Regions from separate parts of the Danio rerio genome. Here region 2 is linked to region 1. Evidence: chromatin contacts called from public Hi-C data. All regions are on one chromosome and are shown on one strand. Each heading gives the region's core, a stretch centred on a gene start, on an enhancer-like site or on the middle of the called end of the contact. The rest is flanking DNA. Distances are from core to core; before and after follow the strand shown. Region 1 holds the start of kcnj11 (potassium inwardly rectifying channel subfamily J member 11). Region 2 holds the start of dusp8a (dual specificity phosphatase 8a).

Evidence for each region. Hi-C and Micro-C count contacts between places; a contact is called where the count stands out from the background.
Region 2: a Hi-C map of embryo shows a contact between it and region 1, with 2.6 times the contacts expected there. The contact joins the promoter of dusp8a here to the promoter of kcnj11 in region 1. A contact is called at or near these places in 2 of 18 Hi-C or Micro-C datasets (caudal fin and embryo).

The regions. Positions count from the first base shown.
Region 1 is chr25:24,058,612-24,065,328 of GRCz12tu, reverse strand. kcnj11 (potassium inwardly rectifying channel subfamily J member 11) reads right to left here and starts at 4,174. Exons shown (of 1, transcript NM_001039827.1): 1 at 3,029-4,174. The coding sequence starts at 4,174. The coding sequence ends at 3,029.
Region 2 is chr25:24,254,057-24,260,702 of GRCz12tu, reverse strand. It overlaps dusp8a (dual specificity phosphatase 8a), which reads left to right and starts at 2,241. Exons shown (of 7, transcript NM_200880.1): 1 at 2,241-2,311.

The sequences.
Region 1 (6,717 bases), core at 2,925-5,424:
GTCTAAAAACTCGCGACGGTGAGGCGGGTGCCTCGGATTGAGCAGTCGGCAGCGGTTGCTCTCCAAAGACTGTGCTCGCAAAAAGCATGATGGGAAACGACTGGCTGAAGACACACTTATTGGATGAGACTGATAAATTACACCTTATTCTTTTTCTTGTTTTTACTAAGGTTTATACTTGGCTTTGTTGAATAGCCTACCTTTTTTGTATTTTCGTTGCTAATAATAAAAAAAGAGTATTACATATAGTTATTTTTTTAAATTTACACGTAAACAAAAACAAAACACATATTTGTAAAAACAACGTGACCTATCTAATATAACTAAATGTTACTAGTATGTGCATGTGTATTATATTTCTCTCTCAGTTTAAAGTCCTGTTTGTTGTCGTTTTCATTTTTTTGTATGTTTGTGTGAATTTTGTATTGTAATTTTTATGCATTTATTTATTGAAAGTCAATCCAATTCACACATACATGCATATACATACAAAGGTAATCAGACTGCTTTGCCATTATGCCTCATCTTTGTGTGGTTTCATATGAAAAGTGAAAGTGGTGTAGTAAACAAAACACACACACACACACACACACACGTGTAGTCAAAAGTCATGTTTAATAGACCAAGAACATTTTCACAGTCTTTCCTACAGTTGCATTTTTTTTTTTTTTGGAGAAACTCTTAGGCTGTTTATTTTAGTCTGGCTGGAGTTTATAAAGGCCTGATAAGCATGTCAATATAACAAAACCCCTTTAAGAATTTCTTTATGTCAAACAAACATTTGTCATGACCTGTCACTCAAAAGCATCTTGCTATAGCTATTTTTAAAATGTAGCCAAATGAGACTTCTTGAAAGCTTTCTTGCTGTATAAGCTGTTTATTTAGTCATTCTTTTAACATTTGTTAAATATACAAATTTATATTTTAAATACACCCTTTTAAGCAATGAGCTGCTCATCTACTGTGATTGTGACCATCTTTTTGTAAAAACTGAGATATTTCAATTGCATCCACTGCCACATTAAATAATAGCTACTACAGTAAATTATAGGAATACTGAAGTGTTTTGAGCCATATTAATAGCCGGGCCGAAGCTAGTAGTGACGCAGTAGTGCTGTCGCCTCACAGCAAGAAGGTGGCTGGGTCGCTGGTTCGAGCCTCGGCTCAGTTGGCGTTTCTGTGTGGAGTTTGCATGTTCTCCCAGCGTTCGCGTGGGTTTCCTCCGGGTGCTCCGGTTTCCCCCACAGTCCAAAGACATGCGGTACAGGTGAATTGGGTATGCTAAATTATCCGTAGTGTGTGAATGTGTGTGTGAATGTTTCCCAGAGATGGGTTGCGGCTGGAAGGGCATCCGCTGCGTAAAAAGTTGCTGGATAAGTTGGCGGTTCATTCCGCTGTGGCGACCCCGGATTAATAAAGGGACTAAGCCGACAAGAAAACGAATGCATGAATCAAAAAAGCCTATTTAAATTCTATAGTTGCTCTGGTATCGCAACAATAAACATAACCCAATACTGAAAAAACGTTCAAAAACACTATAATATTTACTATAAATCACCATAGTATTTTTTCATGAGGTCATTCGTCTACGATAAAAAACGTTAGTGCAATCTCCGTCACTGGTGACATTTCCAGGTGGCAAAACAGCGAGATTCGGGAAGTGTCCGACTTGACTTCTGGTGTAATTTTTGAGCCCTCCTCTTACTGCAGCCACCTGCTCTCGTTTACATTGCAGTCAAGGCGAGGCGCACCTCAAACGAGCCTAACTTGGCTCATGAATATTAATTAACCTGACTAAGACGGTTGCCAAGCAACGTTGACACGTGCTAATTAAATTCTTAGCAGCATCCGGAGCACCAAAATGTATTATCATAAAATAAACCAAGTTAGACTGTAGGAAAACCACCCATGTGAAAACCATAGCAAAGCCCATTGCTATTTATAAAATGTTAATATGTGGCACACATCTAAAACATGAGCAGTACTAATAAACAGGCTGCTTTATATAATAAGGCAAGCATAAAATATTCATTTTATTAAACATCATGCGCATTTCCATTGCATATGCAGTTATTCAATACCCTGAGAGCTTTAATCAAACGAGCATAGCCTCACTAAGAGATCTTTTTATGAAGAAAAAAACGTTTTCAACAGTAAAATATAGCCAACAATCTCTCTATAATAATGCTCTAGTGTTTATACATACAAACATAGTATTTCCCCATTACCTCCTGAGATCTGCTTATTTATTTGGCCACAGTAGTGGACATGTCGGTTTTGTTGATATCAATAATAAATGATTTTAATAATGCATCTTAAATGAGAGAAAGACGAAAATGAATTTTCTGTCATCAAAACAATAAACATAATACAGATAGTGTCCTTTTTTTAAATGTATTTTTCTGAGGAAAAAAGTAATACAAATAATATTGACTAGAATAAAAGTTTATTAAAAAAATAACAATAATTGTCAGGCACATTTTTAGAAGAATCGTTTAATGACACATAAAAAAGGTCATAGTGCCCCCCCCCCCCCCCCCCCCCCATGAAAATAATTATTTTAAATCATTCAGATTTTTTTTTTCAACAAAACGTTTTTAATAATTTTAAGCGTAATAAACGTTAGCATGATCACCTTCTTTTATGTATGCATTTATAGCATATGTTGCTTATAGTTTTCTTTTTACATAAATATATCTATTAGTCTGAGTGATGTTGGAAGATTCACTCATATTTGACATTTAATTTCCACATCATTTTTAAAACATGAAAATAAACATGTGTATTTAAAATGTTCTGTATGTAAAAGCACGTGTACATTGATTGTATTTGATCGCCAAAATGCGAATCAAACCTGATATAATTGATCATTTAATTTTTTATTAATTTTAAGACAATATAAATCGATCTCTGATTTACATTAAACATGTTTAATATATCAAATTGCGGAGATTTATTATTTGAAAAAAAAAATCTATATTTAAAAAAAACTTTTGTCGTGTCTCAGGAGGATAATGATAGAAGCAAGTCACATTTCTTTGGTGTTTGGGTGTTTGACTCTTCTCCTCACTGCTGCGCATGCGCCGCTGGTCTCCTGCAGTTTGAACCTCTCCATCCCTCCCGCTTCCTCGAGAGTCCGCGCACTGCTGTTCGGCGTCGCCACTTTAACCGTGTTTCCAAACTTCGAGTAGTCCACAGCATACATCCCGTCCTCCTCAGACACCGTAGGCACAAACCTATGACCCCATAAAATCTCCTCGGACAGGTAAGAGGTCCTCGCTTGAGTGGTGATGCCGGTGGTCTCCACGACCCCTTCCAGGACGACAATCACCTCGATGTCCTCATGCAGTAAATCGTCCGCGGACAGATCATACAGAGGGCTGTTTTTGTCAATGGTGTGACTGATGATGAGGGGGGACACCAGAAAGATGCTGTTGGTTCCCACCGGGTTGTCCATCTGGATGTCTATCTGGTCCAAAGGCACCATCTCGCCTTCGCTGGTGACGGTCTTTCTTACCACCTGCATGTGGACGGTGGCACTGATAATCATGCTCTTCCTCAGGTCACCAAGGCGAAACATGAAGCACAGCTTGTTGTTTCGGACAGTTATCACCGCGTGTTTGCTGAAGATGAGCGTTTCCGCTCGCCGGTTTGCTTGCGCCGTTTTCATGAAGATGCATCCTAACATGATGGCGTTTATCACAAGACCCACTATGTTCTGAAGAATAAGTATGACGATGGCCGAAACGCATTCCTCCGTGATCATCCGTCCTCCGAAGCCGATGGTCACCTGCACCTCGATGGAGAACAGAAAGGCGGAGGAGAACGAGTGGATGTCCGTTACGCACGGCACAAAGTCCTCGCCTTTCAAATCCAGGTCTCCGTGCGCGAAGGCGATCAGCCACCAGATCATCCCGAACAAAAGCCAACTGCACAGGAAGGACATGGTGAAGATCACCAGAGTATGAAGCCATTTCAGATCCACCAAAGTGGTGAACACGTCCTGTAGAAACCGTCCCTGTTCGCGAATGTTCGTGTGCGCGACGTTGCACGTTCCGTTTTTGGCGACGAATCGCGCTTTCCGCTGTTTAGTCTTGAATTTTGGCTGTAACACATCCTCCGCCAACCGAGTCAACAAATAATCCTCGGGAATGAGTCCTTTTCTGGACAACATTGCTGGTCCATGCTACTGTTTCGCTGGCGCGCTGCTAAGTTGTAACATGGCACAGCTTTTGCGCACTTTCCGCGTGTCCGTCCTGGCGCTGCGCGCGCACTCGCTCACTAGAGGTGAGGAGGTCCCGTGGGAAGGCGCCGCTTTTAGTTCACCGGCTGCCGCTGCCTGTCAATTGCAACCGGATATTTTCTCACACATCCTCAGATGTGACTGCGCTGCACAGAGCAGACACAGGGCATGCGTGCAAAACGCGAACTTTACCACAAAAAACCGCTCTGCGTCAATAATTAAAAGACATGTTCTGTACAGACCACTATACCCATGACAGTGAGGGCTGCATTACTATCTGTACTATAGTCATTGATGATTTAGCCTGCTCATTACAGCAAAAAGCGTTTGTAGATATCTCTTTCCCTACACTGTTAAAAAAAAACTAATTTTACAGAAAATATCCTTAAATTTTTTACTGTATTTTTTTTGTCATTTCACATTATATTCAAAACTTAGTAAAATAACAACCAATCTCTCTAAATTAACCGTTTGACTTTCATTTTAGGTACTTTATTATTAAAGACAAATTACTGACATTTGTGTTTTTTTATACAGGGAAATTACAGTATTATTTATACAGTATTCTGTTATTTTAAATTATTTTCAAAAGTTCGTAAAAATCACAAACATTTTCTGTAAATTAACGGCTTGACTGTTATTTTATGTACTATATAAGTAATGACAAATTACAGCAATTTGTCTGTTTTTTACAAAAACATTGACATATTATTTACAATGTTTTTTCATGTTTTTAAGTACATTTAACATTAAGTAAAATGAAAGTAATAAATTGTAATTACTTGCTCTGTAAAAAAAAAAAAAAAAAAAAAGTAAAAAAAAGGTCAAATGACTGGCAGCTGCTGCTGCCAAACAAAAACCATAAAATTAAGGTAAAATTTCTTTGTTGAAAAAAGTGCAAAAAATAATAAATCAACAGATATTTTCATTAAAAGGTTTACAGAGAAACACTGTTATTTTACAGACTTTTCCTAGATTATTATGATCAAATCCATTTAATAAAGTAACACACTAAGAGTGCTCACATACACCTGTTTCAGATTCCGCTGATTGCACACACACAGTCGGAGGATCATTATGAACTGATTACATGCACTTTAAAAGCAGCACAGACGCACGCACCAATTGCTTAGTCTTGTTATGCTGCTACTGTGAACATTATGACGCGTTTCTCTTCTTTTGCCTTGCCTTGCCTTGCTTTGCTTGTTAATTGTTTATGTTGTTTGCTGCGGGACTGACCATTTGCCTGTTATTTGATCATGACTCTGGATTCCCTGCAAAATGTTACATCTGTTACTCCTGTGTTGACTGTTGCTTGCCTTTGGATCTGCACTCATTTGTCCCCTGCACTCAGCGTCCCCTTCATGTTACAGTTCCATTTCATTTAAGATCTGTAACTGAATTATTCCATATAACTAAAACCTCTACATGTTTTACATAAACACTATTTAATAAAATGTAACAACTGTAATTTTAAAGTTGTGAGAATTTTAATCCGTTGTATCTCGTTTGTTGTTTTTTCCAAAAATTTTTGATCCAAATTAAAACTGTTAAATTACGATCATGAGCATGTCTTGGCATGTTATTAAAGGTGTTTAATCGTAATGATTCAGGGAAAAGTCTTTTAAGTAACATTGTTTTCTCTTGAACTTTTAGTGCAGTCACTTTATTGATGATGTTTGATCATAATAATCTAGGAGAAGTCTGTATAATAGTGTTTCTTTGTAAAACTCTTAGTGTATACCTTTATTGAATGGATTTGATCATAATAATCTAGGAAAAGTCTGTAAAATAACAGTGTTTTTCTGTAAACATTTTAATGAAAATATCTGTATATTTATTATTTTTTGCACTTTATTTCAACTAAGACATTTTACCGTAATTTTATGTTTTTTGTTTGGCAGCCGTAGCTGCCAGTCATTTGACCTTTTTTTTATGATTTTTTTTCTTACAGTGTTTGATAAACCTAGCCTATTCATTTAATTACCAATATAATCATTTTTTATGTATTTAAGAACCTATTGAAAATCCATTTCAATATAAGATATAACAATTTCAAACTGTTTATAAGGTTTAAAAAAGCATTATATATTATTTAAAGCATTACTTTGTTTTATTTCGGCTAGAGAAAAAGCAGTTTTAAATTTTTTTAATCCTTTTTAAGGTCAATATTATTAGTCCCTTTAAGCTATTTTTTTTCGATAGTCTACAAATCAAACCATCGTTATACAATAACTTGCCTAATTACCTTAACCTGCCTAGTTAATCTAATTACCCTAGTTAAACCTTTAAATGTCACTTTAAGCTGTATAGAAGTGTCTTGAAAAATATCAAGTCAAATATTATTTACTGTCAACATGGCAAAGATAAAATAAATCAGTTATTAGAAATTAATTATTAAAACTATTATGTTTAGAAATGTGTTGAAAAAAATCTTCTTTCCGTTAAACAGAAATTGGGGAAAATAAACAGGG
Region 2 (6,646 bases), core at 992-3,491, 200 kb before region 1:
AAAAGGTGATGCATTTACATGTAATTTGCGGATGTGTGTAAACGTAACATTCTGTAGTGCGTTTAGTTATTGCGCAGCAGGAACACAACGTCGTAAGATGTTAATATTAGGTTAGATTTAGGTTGTGATGTCAAGTGACCAAAATTCAATGTCTAGCCAGCATCTAAGGACAACGTTGTTTTGATGTCTAATAATATTGTCAAATGACGTTGTCCAGTAATGTTGTCAAATTATGTTGATATTTGGTTGATTTTATGTTGTGTTAAGTGACCAAAATCCAATGTCGAGCCAACATCTTAAACCAGCGTCATATTGATGTAAAAATCCTGACATTTATTCGTCAGGTATGGCAACCAAAACCCAACATCTAATAGACATCATAGTGGTAACGTCCACACAACGTCAAGCTGTAACATCATTAGACGTTGACATTTGGTTGATTTTAGATTGGACGTTGATGTCAGCCTGACGTTGGGTTTTGATGTCAATCTGATTTTCATTTCCAAACAAAATACAATGTCCCCATATGGTTTGGGCACAACGTCAATTTAATGTCTTGTTGACATCTTGTGCCTGTTGGGTGTTTAGGGCCATTTTGGTCTTCAGTAAACATCCTTCTTCTTCTCATCAGTGACATGCATCGAAACAGTCTCTGAGTCAATGCATGTACAGATTTTTGACATCTTCTTGGACATTTTAATGCTTCCAAAAGAGTTTGCTGCATTTTTAAATCGCCCATGTCTTCAGGTAGATAATTATGATGAGATTTACCTTTTTGAGCGATTTGATTGGACAGGAATCACAGGACTGATTTTCCTAATCCCCATAGACAGGAAAAATAAAGTAGTGACTGCAAGTTGAAGGAAAGTAGTGGAGTAAAAGTACCAATACTGCTCTCAAAATGTACTCAAGGGAAAGTAAAAGTACACATTTTAAAAACTACTTAGTAATTTACAATTCCTGAGAAAAACTACTTAATTACAGTAATTTGAGAATTTGTAATTTGTTACTTTATATCACTGAATTTAATGTAACCTTTGATATGTTTGATTTGTATTTTGTTTGTAAATAAATAAATATATTTTTAAAGTAAATACTGTTACTTGACAGATAAAGATGAATATCAAGACTTTGACGAGGCTTAGTGTATTAAGCATACAACTCCATTGTTATACTATAATATGTTATTTTATACTTTTTATTTTATACTTTTTTTTAAATAGGAAATAAATTAGAACAATGGAAACTTTAGTGTAATACATTTGGTATATTTACCTTTGGCTGACAGCCCTCATTCAAGTTTGGTTTTTGGCCCTTCATAAGAAAAAGCTTGGGCACCCCTGAGCTTGACTGATTATGGGCATATGAATCCAAGTTACTTACTAATGAGCAGCATTCATTCATTCATCTTGTTTTTGGCTTAATCCCTTTATTAATTTGGGGTTGCCACAGCGGAATGAACCGCCATGCTTATTCAGCATATGTTATACGTAGCGTATGCCCTTCCAGCAACCCATCACCTGGAAGCTAATGAGCAGCTAAATAAACTGTGTAATACAACTTTTTACCGCTAGATGACAGACCTTCCCTGTAACTTAAAATAAATAAATAAAACGAGAACAGTCGATTCTCCTTTTCCTCCAGAGGAGGACGCCCGCGTAAAACCTTCAGCGTACTTTAAAACGAATAAAATGTAGTCAACAAAATTGAAATTGTCATAAAATGTAGCTATTACGTAGTATTAATTCTGAGTAAAAATGAAACACAGATCGTGTGATTTGTGTAATTTATTTTAGTATAAAATACACAAAATGGCTGGAAACATTCAGCACAGGCTTAAGCGCCTGTCCAGCGAGTGACCTACAAAGTGCGCACTAGCCCCAACGCGCAGCTCTCTTTAAAACCTCAGTGTCCCTTTAATCTGCGGATCAGCGCGCTGACGTCAGCTAACCCCCTGGGCCATGGGCTCCCATTGGCTGGAGGTGACGTCAACGGCATTTTTTCCCTCCTGAACCATGACCTCATCTTTAGTTCATTTATAGTGCCTAAGTGCACCTTCTGTTCCCCCCCCTCGTCTGGCTAATATCTACTATAGCTTATCTCTTTATTCGCCACGGTGTCACTCGCTGGCCCCGCGTGCGATATAGAAGAATGACGGGCTTTTGATGCTTATATTTGCATGTGACAGCAGTACCCGTCCAGACTCATGATTAGTATACACTTGTGACGTCTGCTGGCGAATGGCTTCCCGTCGGAGCACAGTGCCCTACATGGAGAGCAGCTGAAATACACGGAATCGGGGCAAACGGAGGTGAGTGCGGGCTATGAAAGAAAGGGGCGTATTGATATTTGAGCTCTCACATTTAGGACTGCATTTGGCTTTATTTGTTGATAGTCGAATGGCGACTGTAGCTTTGGGGATGGACGTACGCGTGTGTCTGAATGTGGGCAACAATGTGCCTCAATGACATCTTAAAGCAGACTGGGCGCTCGTAATGTATTGTCAGTCGGCCGTTGAATAAGATAGTATGGTCATTGTTGTGCCATGCGGTAGAATAACTGGTTTTAATGATTAATAGTAGTATTTGTTTGTTTTTATTCTTACTGACTTGTCATGTCATGTTTACATTCAGTCTCGTTGCATCTTTATTATATTTCGTCGTCTGCATGAATACCTAGCATCAGGATTGTGCAATGTTTTATTTATTTACTCCATGGAAATCCATTTTTATATAACAAAATGTCCGTCTATATTTCCTTGCATTTGTAACACATTCATTGTTTGCAATGAATCAATAACGTCGTCAAGCAATCATATTTCTTTCTCTAAATATAGGCTAAACCAAAATATTTTGTCTAACAAAGCTGTCGAAGTCTCAAATTAATTCATAATTGCTACCCAATAAATACAAAACAAATGCTCATTTTGTACTCAATATGACTAAACACTAAAACATTTATTTTGCAAATGCACTTACTGTAAAGTGTTTTGGGTTGACTTTTCTAATTTTTTTAAACAATTCTTATTTCCAACTTTAGTATTTCCCCAAACATTGTATTTTTTAGTTACTCTCTGAACTTAGATCCTTCTCATTGCAAATTTATTAATAATTCATTGCTTTTTCTAGCAATTTTACATCCTTTAAATGTAAGCTTTCAAAGAAATGGTACTTTTTAACTTTAAGAAAATACATCGATTTATATGTAAACTAAGTAAAAGACTTTAACAATTTTATTGCGTATAAAACTCTTTCTTTCTGTAAATCATTTAAGCTTGTTTAATTTGCTGGAAATTTATTTATGTATTTATTTATTGTCTCTTTGTTCATATTGTATCTTTGTAAATGTTCTTTCTTGCATAATAAAAAAAATTAAATAAAAAAATATGTAAACTATTAATAGAAACATTTGATTTTATTTTTATAATCAATTATTAACTATATTAACAATATATTGTTGTTGCTATTAATAATATAGCAGCATAAAATGCTGGTAGTAAATTAAGTAAATGTTACATATGCTCATGTTTTGTATATTAAGTATAACTTTGAATGATGCATTATAATAGGGCTGGGCGATATGGCAAAAATCCATATTGCACAAGAACAATATATATTTCGATATAAGCTGTTAATGCTTTCAAATTTAAAAGAGTACCCCAACAATAACTGAAGCCACAAAAATTTAGAGGGTTCATTAAATGAAGCATATTACATAGCATTTTTTCAAATACAGCAACATTTTCGGTACATCTCTAATCAGCACACTTTTTTACTCAGCGGATGCCCTTCCAGCTGCAGTCCAACACTGGGAAACATACACCCTTACATTCACACATATACACTATGGACAATTTAGCTTTGCTAATTCATCTATAGCACATGTCTTTGGACTGTAGGGGAGACAGAAGCACCCGGAGGAAACCCCTGTGAACATGGGGAGAACATGCAAATTCAACACAGAAACGCCAACTGACCCAGACGGGGCTCGAATCAGCGACCTTCTTGCTGTGAGGCGATCGTGCTACCCACTGCGCCACAGTGATGCATTTAGATCAATATAGAGTAAAAAAGTCCAGAGCTTATCATTGTTATTTACAAAAATTTTATCGTGATTTAATTTAATATCGTTTATCGACTCCGTGTATTTTTTTTCCTATTAAATAATCATAAGTAAGTTAAATATTTATTTATATTTATGTGTTTTAGGCCATTAAATGATATTAACAATAAACAATAGGGCTCCAAGATTTGGAAACATCTGATATTGTAATATTTTGTTTCTCTGCAATTAATATTGCGATATGAATATGGATTCACAAGATAGTTCGAACAGCACCATTTGATGGTTTTCTGGGTAGTCGAACAGTATTCGGGTAGAGAAATTGAATAATCACAATGTAAATAAATGCTTTTCTTACTTTGTTTTGTCTTGTTTCCAGTCCAAATATCAAAAAGAATTCTTAGAGCAATTAAATTATTGGTTAGGTTTAACCGTCAGAAAAAATAAACGAAAAGAAATAAAGAATTTAGATTATTTTAAGGATATGATCTGCCAGTTGGGTAAGTTTAATAAACTTGTTTTTGCTTTGAAATGTAGATACTTGGACTAAAAACAAAAGTAAGAAATTCTAAGAAAAAAAAGATTTTTTTTAGATAAATCATATAAATTCTGTATAAATACAGTGATTAAATACAATTCTGTAGCTCCTGGTCAGCTACAATTCAACCTGGCCATTGCATATCTTTGCGATGTGACTATTATGGATACACACATTGCGATATCGATGCTGAAATTATATATTGTGCAGTCCTAATAAACAATATAATAATTACTAAATAATAATGATAATAATAATAAAGTGCTATTTTCCAAAATAATTAAAATATTATTGTTGATATTGTTAGTAATAATGGAACATTAAATTGAAGACAATAATCATTAAAATAATTATGTTTTTATTTTATATTTGCATCTATTTTGATCTTTATTTGTAATTAACTTGAAAGAATAATAAAGTAAGCCTTGAAAAATGTTCTGTATTATTTGAATCTTTGAATGTAAATATAAGAATAATAGCATTCTAATAAATAGATATATAATAATGTATAATTTTATAAATTTTGATCATTATTATCAACAGTAGCAATCATATTTTTATTAATAATAATAATAATAATAATAATAATAATAATAATAATAATAATAATAATACCTACATACTGAAAATAATATTTTATTGTATAATAAATAAATAAATAAATAATAATAATACATACTGAATATAATAATATTTTATTGTAAAATAATAATAATTGTAACAATAATAACAATAATAATACATACTGAATATAATAATATTTTGTTGTATAATAATATTAATAAGTAATAGTAGTAATAACAATAAGTAATAGTAATAAATAATTAACAAAGAATCATGTGTTTAATTTTATATTTATATTTATTTTGATTGTTTATAAACAATTTTAAAATAATATAAATGTTTGGTAGATATTTTGTATTATGCTCTCCATAACTGATTATTAATCACTGATTTATAACTGATATTTCAATTAATAATGTTAGATACTGACGTTTTAAAACACACTCTCTGTTGTGTAAATTATTATTATTATTATTATATTATTCAATTGATATACAATAAATAGTGCAATATCCTCATTATTCATTGCTCAGAGATAGATAGATAGATAGATAGATAGATAGATAGATAGATAGATAGATAGATAGATAGATAGATAGAAAAAATATTCTATTTATTATTATTATTATTACTATTATTATTATTATTATTATTATTATTATTATTATTATTATTATTGATAACAAATTATGATTGCTAATGTTGATAATAATAATCAACATGTTTTAAATCTTTCATACATAATATATTTACTTAGAATGTTATTATTCTTTTATTGACATTAAAAGATTTAAATAATACGACAGATAGATAGATAGATAGATAGATAGATAGATAGATAGATAGATAGATAGATAGATGATAGATAGATAGATAGATAGATAGATAGATAGATAGATAGATAGATAGATAGATAGATAGATAGATAGATAGATAGATAGATAGATAGATAGATAGATAGATAGATAGATAGATAGATAGATAGATAGATTTCAGAGTAGTAGTATGCATTACTCTGACCCTGTAAAATGCACTAATCTCATGCTGTCAAACCCCTGCAGTCATGCCTGTCACTTCGAAGCCAATCTAAAATTACAGAGTACAGAAAATGTGGGTTGTTTGCAAGCGATTGCCTGATGATCTTGCTAAGATTCTTATAATGGTAATGGTTTGAGAAAATGCACGTTGATCATGCTGTCATATATTCATCCTATCAGATGCTGTCAGAATTAGATGTTTTACTGTACTGGTTTCTATGTTTTAATGTGAATTTGTGTTTATTTGGATGGCATTGGTGTCAGTTGTTAATGCTCTAGTGCAGTGTTTCTCAACTACGTTCCTGGAGGACCACCAACACTGCATGTCTCTTCTTCTACAGAATGGATTTATTTTAATAGTATAGATCTTAAAAGTTGCATCTATCCAATTATTTTAGATTAGTCGCTCTTGTTGTAGCCATTTGCGTGTGATTTTTAATTTTTT